Linked DNA regions of Drosophila melanogaster: region 1 is linked to region 2. Evidence: chromatin contacts called from public targeted proximity ligation data. All regions are on one chromosome and are shown on one strand. The core of a region is the stretch at or near the end of the contact, and the rest is flanking DNA. Distances in the headings are between cores, read along the strand shown.

The links.
Region 1: a targeted proximity ligation map of the Kc167 cell line shows a contact between it and region 2, with 9 times the contacts expected there. A contact is called at or near these places in 2 of 107 Hi-C or Micro-C datasets (both in the S2 cell line) and 1 of 7 datasets of targeted methods (the Kc167 cell line).

The regions. Positions count from the first base shown.
Region 1 is chr3L:6,397,638-6,404,296 of dm6, reverse strand. It overlaps CG42747, which reads right to left and starts at 3,707. Exons shown (of 7, transcript NM_139788.3): 1 at 3,104-3,707.
Region 2 is chr3L:6,214,529-6,221,394 of dm6, reverse strand. LanA (Laminin A) reads left to right here and starts at 3,373. Exons shown (of 15, transcript NM_057269.3): 1 at 3,373-3,801; 2 at 4,146-4,292; 3 at 5,676-6,300; 4 at 6,384-6,593; 5 at 6,653-6,866. The coding sequence starts at 3,580. CG33946 reads right to left here and starts at 817. Exons shown (of 2, transcript NM_001316477.1): 1 at 718-817; 2 at 446-655. The coding sequence starts at 751. The coding sequence ends at 567.

The sequences.
Region 1 (6,659 bases), core at 2,458-4,957, 180 kb before region 2:
GTTTCGCTGTTGTCTCGGTTTTGCCATTCGTTCGTTCGGGTACCAAAACAGAAATTTACATCAAAATTAACTTGTTATGTGGGCACAACAACAGCAGCAGCAATAACAAGAACTTCGGCGAGGAGCTGAAAACTGAACTGAAACCAAAACTTGGGCCTCCGAGCTGACAGCCTCTTCAAAAGATCTCCATCCTCAGCTCCAGTTCTTCTTCTCACAGCCAATCTTGTATAATTTCGAAATTAGAGCTCATCATCAGCCCATATCAAAGTCGTTCTTTGGCGTCGGCGTATTCTTTATTCTTTGTCTCGAGTAATATAGAAAAAGCATCTAGTCGATGGCCCCCTTCGTTCACAGAATGTTTGTCTTTCTTTAAAACTATCTAAACAGAATAAACTATGGTTGGTGGAATTTATTTAACAACCATAGATAAGATGGAATTAGCAAAATTTGTATTCACTTTGATTATACAAATATGTTCATAGTGTCGAATGAAATGGTATTTGATTAGACAGATCACATAAATTTTGTAAGAATATGGTGCTCATTAAAGGAGCTCAGTCTGATCATTTTCTTAATTTTAAAAAGACAGATCCGTTTTTGATAAGCTGAATATTCTAAGTATATATAATCACACATCTTGCATTCGCTTAGATTGAATGTGTCAAATGAATATTAATGTGTTTTTACATAATATATGCCTCTTCACAGTTTGTGCCTAATTAGATGAGAACTTTTTATCGTTACTAGAATATATTAATTAGACTACAGTTCACTTGTTAATGTAATCCATGTATTCATGCATTTGGAATTACCTCACAAAACAATTTAGTGGCCATCCGTTAATTAAACCCTAATTGGATTCGTTTGGCAAAATTTTCTGCTCGTTCCAAAAACTTATCATAATATCTGGCTAAGTTAATACAATTTGCCTATGAGCACGTGTAATTAATATTAAACGCAAGTGTGCCCTGAGTAAGTTTCAGAGACTAACTGCTTGGCATAACTTTTTGGCAGCTGCAATTATATCAACCATACGCCATGTTGACTGTTGGCAAGGCAAAACTTTCAATTAAGTGGCAAAGTTCAATTCCCTTACAGCAGCTGTCTGCCTCACATACATATACATATATTAATTATAATATAAATGAGCAAGCTCAGCTGAATCCATCAGCATAATGGGTGATAGAGATAAGGATAACACATTGGATGGCAATAGAAATCTCTAATTAAAGCCTTGACAATAGTTGACAAGAAAAAGCTGGGGAACTCGGATCGCTGGGAAGCCACTAAGCGGCTCACTCTTGGCCCAGACATCAAGATCTGGCCAGACAAAGGTGTCTGGGTCCGGGATGATGGCTGTCTGGGCCTGGTTAGCTCAGTGGGGAAGTCGTAGTCGCTCCAGCTCCATAGATATTTCACCCTCGTCCATGCTTATTTCATTCATGGGCTGTGTTTTGTTTTTCCCTCGTTTTTATTTTACTAGCTACACACATGCGAGGGAAAAAATGTGGCATGCAAAAAAGGGTTGCCACCAACCACCGAAACCTCACAGACTCCCGGGGAACAAATACTTGTAAAGGGTCTCAAGTTCAAGTGCAGTCTCCATCTTGGGCTTCCTTCCTGCTGAATGTCTAGACTTCCACACCAGACAGGCGACTAAGACAATCGGCCAGCGTTTTTGAATAAACATTAGAGAAAGAATGAAAGAAAGAATAAGCGAAACATGAAAGAGACATTTGCTTATGCAAAATGCCTCGGAACAGTGCGAATTATAATAGCCCAGGGCTCATAAATTAAGCCCCCAGGCCAAAAAAAGACATCTCATTCGCTTACTTAAACCTAAACTCAGAGTTGGGTCTCTGTCTATTGGCCGCGAGTACGTGTTGCAAATTTGTTTTGAAAATCTAAAAATTTGTCGGACGGAAGTCGCCACGTTCGTGAGCTTAGGGCACCGAGTTAAAAGTTAAGAACTGTTGGCTAAGGGCAGCTGCTTATCGGGGTGTGCCTCTCTCTGACCTTGTGCCGCTTTCCTCTTGCACAATCTTTTTTTTGTATTTTCTTTATGATGTTTATGCTTGTTGCAGCAAGAAACATGCCCTGACTTGGTCACACAAAAGTGGCAAAAAAGTAAATTTGTTTTCCCCCATTTTGTGGGTTTATATGTTTGTCTACAGAATGCCAAGTTTGGCAAAGAAAAAGTTTTGTCACTCTTGAGCTTGCTTTGGACATTTTAGCACGTTTAAAGTAAGGGCTCCCACAACAGAATAATCTCTAGCTGACAGATAAACAATTATCGAAATAGTTTAGATCGGAATTTGACTGTTGTCTGTTGAGCAAATAAAAAAAGTTTGAATTTGCTGATACTTCGATACAATCTTTTTGTCATTGCATTCTTAATTTTTTCCATTGTTCAATGTCTTTGCTACTTTGATTGCCACAGAAAATAGAGAAACTAACGTCTGTGTAAATCACCGGTTAAGTTTTCCGCTCATTAACCGTGATATTATTACATCCAATCTGGACTTAAAAACGCCAAGAAAAATAAACAACTGGCCCATTAAATCACGCCCTTGTAAAGTGGGCCTAATGTCTACGCAGTCATTCTGATGTTGGCCTAGTTAATAATACATTAGGCCAAACATCACACACTCATCGCCGGGCCAATGCCGATATGTTGGCTGTAAGCCATGTAAAACGCCAGTTGAATTGTCAATTTATACGAAATTGTCAACAATTAACATTTAACAAAAACACACACACACGAGAGAGGAAGTGGAGCGATTTGCGCCAGTCAGATAAGGCCAAAATGCTGTCAACTGTCAAATTTAATCATACTATAAAACGCAGGCTATAAAAAGCCAGCTACGAGATACAAGATACAAGATATGTGCGAGATGCAAAGGAAAGGAAAACAAAAGCTAACTGACTGACATTATTTTGGCATGTTTTGAAGCTTATGACAAACGCCAGCTTGAGCTACTTTTTTCGGTGTCAGTGTCATTATCGTGTGAAAAATTTTCAGAATGGCTTGCTTCTATTTACATTTTTCCATCTAACAAAAGATTTTTCCAGCAGCAATGGCTAATTATCCTGATGGACTTACCTTCACAGTGGACCGTGTCTGTAAGTCTAATGCGAATGGCAGCCAACTTCCGTTTCCTCTGTCCGTTTGGCAGAAAAGTATCCAATTAGATTTTTCCCAAACAGCTGCGCAGGCGTCACCGCGAAAAGGGGGAAAATTGGCGGGGAAATGCGAAACTTTTGCCACAACTTTTCCCAACGCTGTAGTGATTTTTCAATTTGTTGCTTTGCACTTGTTGTGAATTTTTCATTCAATGGATTTGATGCAGGCAGATGGATTTTAATATTTAATATACAGCTATTTGCTTTATTTTGCATACAACTTTTCTCTTTGGCACTTGAATGGGTTTTAAAAATAAATACTTTGCATATGTTAGATGTTTTATACATATATGTAATTCGGTATAACCAGGCACTTTAATAGCACAATTTTCGCGCAAATCTACAAATGGTTTTTTGAATAAAATGCGAATTCCCCAAACGGGGACCTTTAATATTTATACACCGGATAGAATGACAGTTGGGCTTTCGCGAAATTCTCGCCGTTGGTGCGAATTGCAGACGGCCGCGGAAATACGTTGTACGAACGTCAGAAAGCGCTCAACTTGAACTGAACGCAAAAGTATCTCGAACCGAACGTATCTGAATCTTTTTCCAGCATAAGCGGCGGCAGCGCTGCCGGCGTCGGCGCCGACAACAACATAGCCACTGTGGACCGTTTGGCAATGGGACTCTCGTTTCCGGCCCGTTCCGTTCCACTCGTTGCGAAAACCGGCTTGCGCATGTTGAGTGCCAGTGGAACAAGTGGAGTGGAGAACTGGTTTCGTTTCGAGTGACTTTCGGAGTTAATTACTCAATTATGCTGAAATGCACTCAAAAAAATGCAGCACTTTATATGAGTAGATTTAGTAGTTGCATTAGTATTAATAGAGTGTCACCAAGAAATTGATGTTATGCGGTCGAAATGAACATGGATAAGCTGGTTAAATTAAAAATATGTTGTCAAGCTTATCCCAGTTTTGAGGAGGGAGATGATAAGAAACCACCGAAAGTTCGTGAAATGTTTTTTTCGGTGTACCCCAAAATAGGCACTTGATATGTGGCCAGTATGGGTGCAAGATATGCAATTTAGTGGTTGTATTTTAGAAATTTATTGTTTTTTATCGGCCAGAGTTCACAGGTAGATGGCAATTGAGATTTTTCACTTCTTTACAATGTTTTGGCGCTGGATTTATGGTCGAGGCGTCAATTTGATGAGCGTGTGAAATGCTGGGATGCGAAGGGATAGTTTCTGGATTGATGGATCCCGTCGGGCAGGTGGACTCTAATTAGGCTGAGCTACGGATATGACCTCCAATCAACCTGAAATGCTCAGCTGCTATGTAGTGGAACAAAATTGTAGAAGAAACTTATTCATTTTTATTAAATAAAAAAGAGATATACGAATGCTTTAATGCTTTACACAAATCTGTTAAAAAAAAACATGCTTTCTACCACTGTTTAGATAAATGTGATTATGTCTGAATTATACAAAGTGGTTTTTTCAACAGTGTAAAGTTAAGAGCATATTTTCTATCGCTGTCTCCTCTAAAAATTGCACTGTTGAGCGTGCAATTCACGTCACAACATTAACATCCATAAATATTTATGTGACGAACTGGAGTCCTACCATTCCAGGAAAATAGTCATCCCCAGCCCCTCTCCTCGACTCCTTTGGCTAATTTAGTGTTTCTACTCAAATTCTTTCACTTTGCAAATTTGTTACGGTACTTTTTTCGGCTCCTAAGCCAAGCTGACCAACTCCTCAAGCTTCCAGGTTACAAAAACCCCAGAGTGCAAACATATTTATGCGAACCAACGTGGCCTCGCACTTCAAGGCGATGCCGCCGAGTTATAAGGAGGGTATGGGCATGAGTACAAGTATCTGTGACAAGTGTCTTTCATTAGCATAAGTAAATCTCCTCGAAATCCTCAAATTTATTTGTCAACACTTGACAATTTCATTGTTGACGTCTCGGCAGGCGCAGCTGTAAACGGGTTGGATGCCACCAGCAACATTTCCAGCAAGCAAATCATGATTTGTGTCTTGCATGTCAGTTTGGCATGGCCAAGCCTCCAACATCTTCGTGCTATTGGTAAAAAGACAACAGGCCAATACAATGCAAATGGTCGAAAAAGGTCGATGGAGCCAGAGATGGAGATCGGGAGATGGAGGCCTCAAGATGGACAAGTGTCGTTTGAGACCCAAACTCCGGCTTAAATCAAAGACAAATATTTAACAGCAAACGGACAGCAGTGGCTCACTCGGCATCTCAACTACTTTTTTTCTTTGGTTTTTACTACCCAAAAAAAAGTGGAAAGAAAAGTATGATTTGTGCAAGCTTTTCTTCGCTATTTTGCATACCTCTCTTTATTCCATACTAATTTTGTTGACTTCTTATGTCTACGCAGAGGAGGAGCTTTACGGCCATGCTGGGTAGTTAAATATTTTATGTCATATTTTTATGCCCATATCAAAGTTTTCCATTAGGCTAAATGTTTATAATTTATGCGCACTACTCGGATGAGTAACTGAATTACACAAGATACATTATGTATTTTGTTAGCTATGTGGTGAACGGGAATTCTAAATTTATGACAGTGCTTTGGGCCATAACTGAAAATTCAGTATTTACTTTAAACAATTAATTGCGTTTTTCCATAAAAAGCCATAGAAAATAAAATGGTAAATAATTATTTCCGTTATTCATCTAGGCGTTTCTATCTGAATGTATTCTCAGTACGTTCAACACCTTCCACAAAATATTTATTTTCTTTTCTAATGCCAACATTTCTATTAGTTCTTGGCCAAGGTTAATTGCCAGCCCAGAAAACTAGACAAGGACAATCCGAAACTAAAGCCGAACTAAAACCAAGCTAAACCACTGACTAAGCGAGGACCTTCCTTATCTGGCTTATCGCCCCCTGTGCCAATGTCGTCATAGTTGGCTGGAGGACTGGGTCTTGTCTTGGTCGTCATCGCCATGGCGGCATTATGGCCAACACTTCATTACCAACAAAGCCATTGCCATTCATTAACAGCTACGGCTTTTGTGGACCTGGGTTTCTTTTGAGTTTCTGCTGTCGCCGCAGTAAAAGTTGGCAACGTTGGCTTCGCTGGCCAGGTCTTGTGGCGATTCTTACCGCTCTCTTCGGGCCAAAAACCGAAACCGGGCTCATAATGCCAACGTAATCTCAAATTACTGCAAATTTTCGCCGCTCACCTTTTATGCGCTTATTTATTTTATTGTGCACTTTCATTGCACTTTTTGTGCCAGACCCAGACCCACACCCATTCCCATGCCCATTCCCATCGGAATCTCCATCTCATTTCACTGGCCGTTGTTGGATTGTTGTAAATCTTGTATTATTTTGATTGTTGTGCAGTTTTATTGTTGTGTCAATAATCTGCCTTTATGCCCGCTACCAATAACCCATGCTTCTGGACAAGGCAGAAGCGCATTTCCGCAATTTCCAAGCGCCTTTGGCTGCGACGACAGGTGCACAAATGGTCCATAGAATAGGCGTTTGATTGGGCC
Region 2 (6,866 bases), core at 2,124-4,623:
AAAATCCCAAATAAGAAGCCTTTACTCGTTGAGTTTTTGTAAGAAACTGATTTTATTTGGAAATATCTTCGGTTTAAATAGGTGACATGAGAATCGCATCTTAAAGTAAATGGCCTACGCAGAGGCCTACGTAAATAGTCCCCGCCTTATCGAGGTCCCACGCTCGGGCACATCTGCCTATCTTGAGCGGCGAGGACCTTATCTGTGGTCTCCCACTAAGGGACTATTTTAGGAGGCGGGGAACGATCTCAAGTGACTGACTCATGTAGTGTGCACTTAAATTACATGTTTTTGAGCAATGCACCCATGTCGCCTTAGATAACAAAATCCTAAATATAATTTATCGCTCTCGATTCATTTACATAAGATATGAACGGAGCCCAAAATTGTAAGTCTTTAAATATATTCGTGTTCATGTGTGAACACCGTTATAAATGCAGTGTTTGGATGGATGAAATACGCTTTATTGGATCACATAACGAAAGACTTGAGCAACGAACTTGTTCGACAGGCGAAAAAAATCATATCTAATCAGTAAGGGTATTTAGCTCCACATCCCGGGACCTCTAGCTAACCTCCAGCAAATGGTACTTGAACATTTTGTTCAGTGAACTCATGTTCTGGGACAACTCGTTGCAGACCCGGACCACGCAGCCTTCAAAGGAAGATAGTGATGAAATAACGTGCTTAACACCTGGCCAAAACACTCTCACTAACCAACTAGATACTTGATCACTCGCAGCAGCACCATGGCGATAAAGTCGAGAACTCAAAGAACTGCCTTCATGCACACGCGACGAGACTTAGAACCAAATTGAACACGAATCTGGGCATGCAATCGCGAATAAGTGAAATCATTTGGTGAGCGGCAGCTGCTCCGTTGACGTCGACGTGGGCAGAGGCGGCACAGTGGAGCAAATTGGTTGGCGAAAAGGTCGTGCCACTTAGAGGCGTTGAGGTTTTAATGGGCTAATTAGCACATAAAGTCAAATTGAAATATGAATGGCCGTGTAATCGCAAAATGTGCAAATGTGGACTTGCCTCACTGTGCAAGTCAGTAATTTCACTTCGTATTTGGCCAAAATGCAGATATCTTTTATCACATATCACATCACCACTGTGCAGAAAAAGTTTTTTGCTGGTGTTGCAATAGCTATTTATTCTTTTTTAAGTGCTTATTTACACACATTATATTTTTAGCAAGTGAGTGTCAATTAAGCATGCAACGTTTTTGTTAATTATCTTTCTCCATTATTTTTTGTACCGTGCAAGCATTTTTTGTCACTCTGGAGTCGGTGAATTTTAATGAGTTTATTGTAAAATTATTTGCAACTCTTACCTGATTTTCAGATTAATAATATAATTATTTACATGTGAAAAAATTACATTTATTTTTATTTCAAAAAAATAATCGCTTTGAATACTTTGTATATAAATGGAAAACTTTTCGGAATCTGATACTTTATGGCCCACTGTGCAGCTGCTGTGTGGGCTAAGCCAAATCGAGAACTTCTTGTTAATGTTGCAATCGTCGAATTTTTTCCTGAGTTTTTTTTACAAGCACATATTTCCATTAATTTTTTCGGCAATGTTCATTTGCGTGTATTGCATAAGGCAAAGGCGCAGAACCGCGCGATGCGAATTACGTCATCAGAACTCGTTTACATACAGCCATGAGAAGCTGAGAAGCTTAAGCTGCTGCGCAGGCGCAGCAATTGAGGCCAAAAATAAAAAGAACTGGCCGTTCTGACACTCGACACAGTCTTTATCAATGCATTTACTTATGTCATTGCAAACGGCGGAAAACGAGTTTGGCTACAACCAATACAGTTACCAAAAAAAAATACAAAACGCGAAATCCGAATTGCCCCAACACTTTGGTCATGAATTTTGCACAATATTTAGCTGTGATTGTGATTTTCAATAGTTGCTGCTGCTAGCTAGTCTCTGTATTTGGCTCTTTTAATCGGTATAGCAATAAACTTCAAGATTTTGTCGATCGTGGGCTAAAATTGAGGTGCGCAATTTTCGATTCTTTGGTCAGGCCTGAGTGAGTTTTGTAGCAGTTATTTTGCTTTAACAACAATTACTTCAGTAAGCTATTACACTTCTGGGTAAACGAAAGGTGGCAATAGCTTAATGGAAAATCATTTAAATAAGTTTGATTTTAAATGCTACACGAATGGCTAAGCACATATAAATTAAATTACGTTAAAGGCTGCAATAAAAACTTAATAAAAATGTTCGGTGTCTAATAGCAGTACTTTTAAGCTATCGCTTGTGTTGTAATATCAATGCTTAATTCTTTCACAAGCTCTATCCATATTATCAATTTAAGAACCCTTAAAAGTAAGAAATTATCCCAGCTTAACGCTATGAATTTATCAAGCTGTGGCTGGAGTATTGTTGAGATTATTTCAAGCGTTCAAGCTTAAAGTAGTACATTTCAATAGAAGATAGAGTATACATTTTCTTAGTGCTAAAGTCAATCTTCATAAGCGGAAGGCGTTTCACCCATTCCACAACGTTCCCCGATGACAACGAACCGGTTTTCCGTTTTGTTTTGTTCCGATTCCGCCCGGCCGGCGAATGAGAAAAAAAACAAATAGCTGGAAAAGATTTTGTAAACATACGTTCAGAGCAAAACAAAATCGGATAAGCGGACATTCTCTCAGTTAAATTAAAGTGCCAAAGAGAAGAGCACCCGATCGACTGCCGATCGAGCGACTACGAACACCAAAACTTTTGGGGCCTCGGGAAAACTTCTCGCTGCAGTTTAATCAGTTGCTCACCAACTGCGAGACCAGTTAGATGTGCTGCGATGTAATGAGGAAAGAATATTTATCAAGGAACACACATGAAATTTGAATTTTTCGTCAAATTTTTTGGGCATTCTCAAAAGACAATTATCATTATAACTTATAAACACATTTCATGTGAGATGATAGTAAAAGCACCAAACTGCATTGAAATGATGTTACAATCTTGGTCTTAAGTAACTTTGGTTACAGGTGATAGAACTAAGTTAACAATCCTAGCAACTAACGTTCGTATTATCCTAGGTTATGATGAACCCAAGAAGAATGCTGATATAATGAACAAATTAAATACAATTACATATATTTTAAATGATTATATAACCTCATAAGTCAAATGGCGATAATCCGTATCTTTTATTCCGGCTTCAGAATTTTCTGAAATAAGACGGATAAGAGGATGTGAATACATTATAGGGTCGGAAAGACTATCGTTCTCTCAGCTGTATAGAATGCCGAAGACGAGAAAAGCCGAAGGCATACGAAAAGAGCCGATCGGACGACTATCAAAATCAAATTTTTCGGGGTCTCGAGGAAAACTTCTCGCTGCGGTGCCATCAGTTGCTCGAGAAGAGCCATCCAGTGCGGTTGGATGAGCTCCACCAAAGGAATACGAAAAGAACAGTGAAAAAAGTGAAATACAGCAGATAAGAAAGTGAAATACATACATAAGTGAACCGGGAAAGAAAGAGATAGAACCGGAAGTGGTCCGTGGAGAAAGGACTGTCGTTATCGCAGCGCGGGTGCTTGAACTCTCGGCACAATGGGGCACGGAGTGGCCTCCATTGGGGCTCTGCTAGTAATCCTGGCCATCTCCTATTGCCAGGCGGAGCTAACGCCACCATATTTCAATCTGGCCACGGGCAGGAAGATTTATGCCACAGCTACGTGTGGCCAGGATACGGATGGACCAGAGCTCTACTGCAAACTAGTGGGAGCCAATACGGAACACGATCATATCGACTATTCAGTTATCCAGGGACAGGTAACTATAATCGACATCCAGCAACGCCCAAAAATCTTTTCAGTATACACACATGATGAGATAATCTTTAACTTTACACTGAAAAAAAGTTAATGTTTAATTTCAAAATAAAGCTGAATCAGGAGAGATAACAAATTACAATCGATTATATTGGTTATCCAACTTAATTAAGAATTTCTTCAAACTATTATTTAGTTAAAAATCAAAACTTTATATTTCAAGTGTGCACTGCATTTAGACGTCCCCCACATGTGTTGAACATTCGAATTGGGCTCTAAAAATACTCTGGACTGAATTTGGATTCCATTTTCTTTTTCTAACATGTGTTTTCTGCGTTTTTGTAGGTCTGCGATTACTGCGATCCCACGGTGCCGGAGAGGAATCATCCGCCAGAGAACGCGATCGATGGCACCGAGGCCTGGTGGCAGAGTCCTCCGTTGTCCAGGGGCATGAAATTCAATGAAGTCAATTTGACCATCAACTTCGAACAGGTAAGCAGCAGAGAACATAAAAGATACCAAAGGTATCCGCCTAAGAAACGCATAGAGACGGGGAGACGGTGGATGGATGCAACTCGTTTTCGGGTTCGACCGATGGGATCGGATCGTAAAATTTGAAAACAATTTTAATGGGTTTTCATTTCGTCGACGTCGACACAGCAAAAACTGAACGAAAAAAATGTTGCTGAGCTCGAGTATTTGTTGTTGGCAAAGGGGAAGGCTTTGGAGTTGTGGGTTATCAGTATGTCAGCAGTCCCTACATACAATATACACAGAGATATGTACGAACATACATACACACACTTTTGAATGGGAGTTCTCGGTTTACAGGCTGCTTAGAAACCGACTCGGAGCATTGACTTTTTCGAGCGGTTCATTCGGAATGGTTTTTTTTAGCGATAAAGGCATTATGTTTCTTAAGGCACACCAGCATGCGACAAATATGAATTGAGAGCAGCCTGATAATGGGCCCGAGTCGCAAGAAACTACAGTCTTATCATCAGATTGTTTCTCAGTTTGTTCTATAAAAAGTTGTGCCTCGGACTCGCCTACGTTCTTATCTCACTTGCAACGGAAGCGAGTAATCCACGAGGTCGGGAATTTAATTTTGAGAATAATTGCGCTAAGATTTCAACAGCTCAGCATGATCTCATTCGTGTTAATTCCTTAGTTGCACTTTTCCTAATTCACAAAATGCAACTGAATATGAGACATTGGTTTATATATAGACTGCGAAACACCAGGAATGCTGGCAACTCGAATGCTAAATTTGTGAGATACATATTTGCAGAATTATGTACATCGACGTTTTTTTGCTTCAAAATCATGAACTTCCACATGGGTGAAACTAATGAAAACACAGAAAAGTAAACAAATCTCTGAAACCAAACATGTGCGCCTGTGTACAAAGATATTAACGCATGGCTGTATCTTTGTATATGTGTGGACCTTCGTATCTCTCAGTTCGCTTTCAATTGAAGCCAAATTAAAAAGCAAACATAACCCAAGACAATATAAATAAACGATGAAAAAGTGGCCGGTTCTACTGCAGAACATTTGGAGTTAATTTCCCCACAGTGATCTCATGTTGTCGTCTCACATTTGTCTGTGAGGCGATGTATGTACATATATAATCGTAATGTGTACGCTGGACTAATAAATTTCAATGAATTTGCTTGTTCAAAATGAATTTTGTGTCTTGGGGGAGACTTGAAAAAACTAAAGTGGGTAAAATTGTTGAAGACTCTTATATTGAAATTGAAATGAGTAAATCTTATCTTTAACATATTTGGGGTTACTCAATAACATTTTTAATTTAACAATGTGTGTAATATGTAATATATTTTCTGATCTCTACACTGTTCGCTTTTTCAGGAATTCCATGTGGCCTATTTGTTCATTCGCATGGGCAACTCCCCTCGTCCGGGTCTCTGGACGCTGGAGAAGTCCACGGATTATGGCAAGACCTGGACGCCTTGGCAGCACTTTTCCGATACCCCCGCCGATTGTGAGACGTACTTTGGCAAGGACACCTACAAGCCAATTACCCGCGACGACGACGTCATCTGCACCACTGAATACTCAAAGATTGTGCCGCTGGAGAACGGCGAGATTCCCGTGATGCTGCTCAATGAGCGACCCAGTTCCACCAACTACTTCAACTCAACGGTGCTGCAGGAATGGACTCGTGCCACTAACGTCAGGATTCGTCTGCTTCGCACCAAGAATCTTTTGGGACATTTGATGTCTGTGGCTCGACAAGATCCCACGGTGACGCGTCGCTACTTCTACTCGATCAAGGACATCTCGATCGGAGGAAGGTGCATGTGCAATGGACACGCCGACACCTGTGACGTCAAGGACCCGAAGAGCCCAGTCCGCATCCTCGCATGCCGTTGCCAGCATCACACGTGCGGCATCCAGTGCAACGAGTGCTGTCCTGGATTCGAGCAGAAAAAGTGGCGCCAAAACACCAATGCCCGACCATTCAACTGCGAACGTAAGTATTGTGTAGTCTTTTGAACGGACATCTCTCTTGAGCGGACAGAGACCCGGATCTTTATTTCCGAATTTTATTACTAGCCTGCAACTGTCATGGTCACAGCAACGAGTGCAAGTACGATGAGGAAGTGAACCGCAAGGGACTGTCCCTGGACATTCACGGACACTACGATGGTGGTGGTGTTTGCCAGAACTGTCAGCACAATACCGTGGGAATTAACTGCAACAAGTGCAAGCCGAAATACTATAGACCCAAGGGCAAGCACTGGAACGAGACCGATGTCTGCAGCCGTAAGAGCCAGTTATAATTTAAAGGAATCCGTAATACCATCGTTCTCCCATCCATTTAGCCTGCCAATGCGACTACTTCTTCTCCACCGGACACTGCGAGGAGGAGACCGGAAACTGTGAGTGCCGTGCTGCCTTCCAACCGCCAAGTTGCGACTCCTGCGCGTATGGATACTATGGTTACCCCAATTGCCGGGAGTGCGAATGTAATCTGAATGGAACCAATGGCTACCACTGCGAGGCTGAAAGCGGACAGCAGTGCCCGTGCAAGATCAA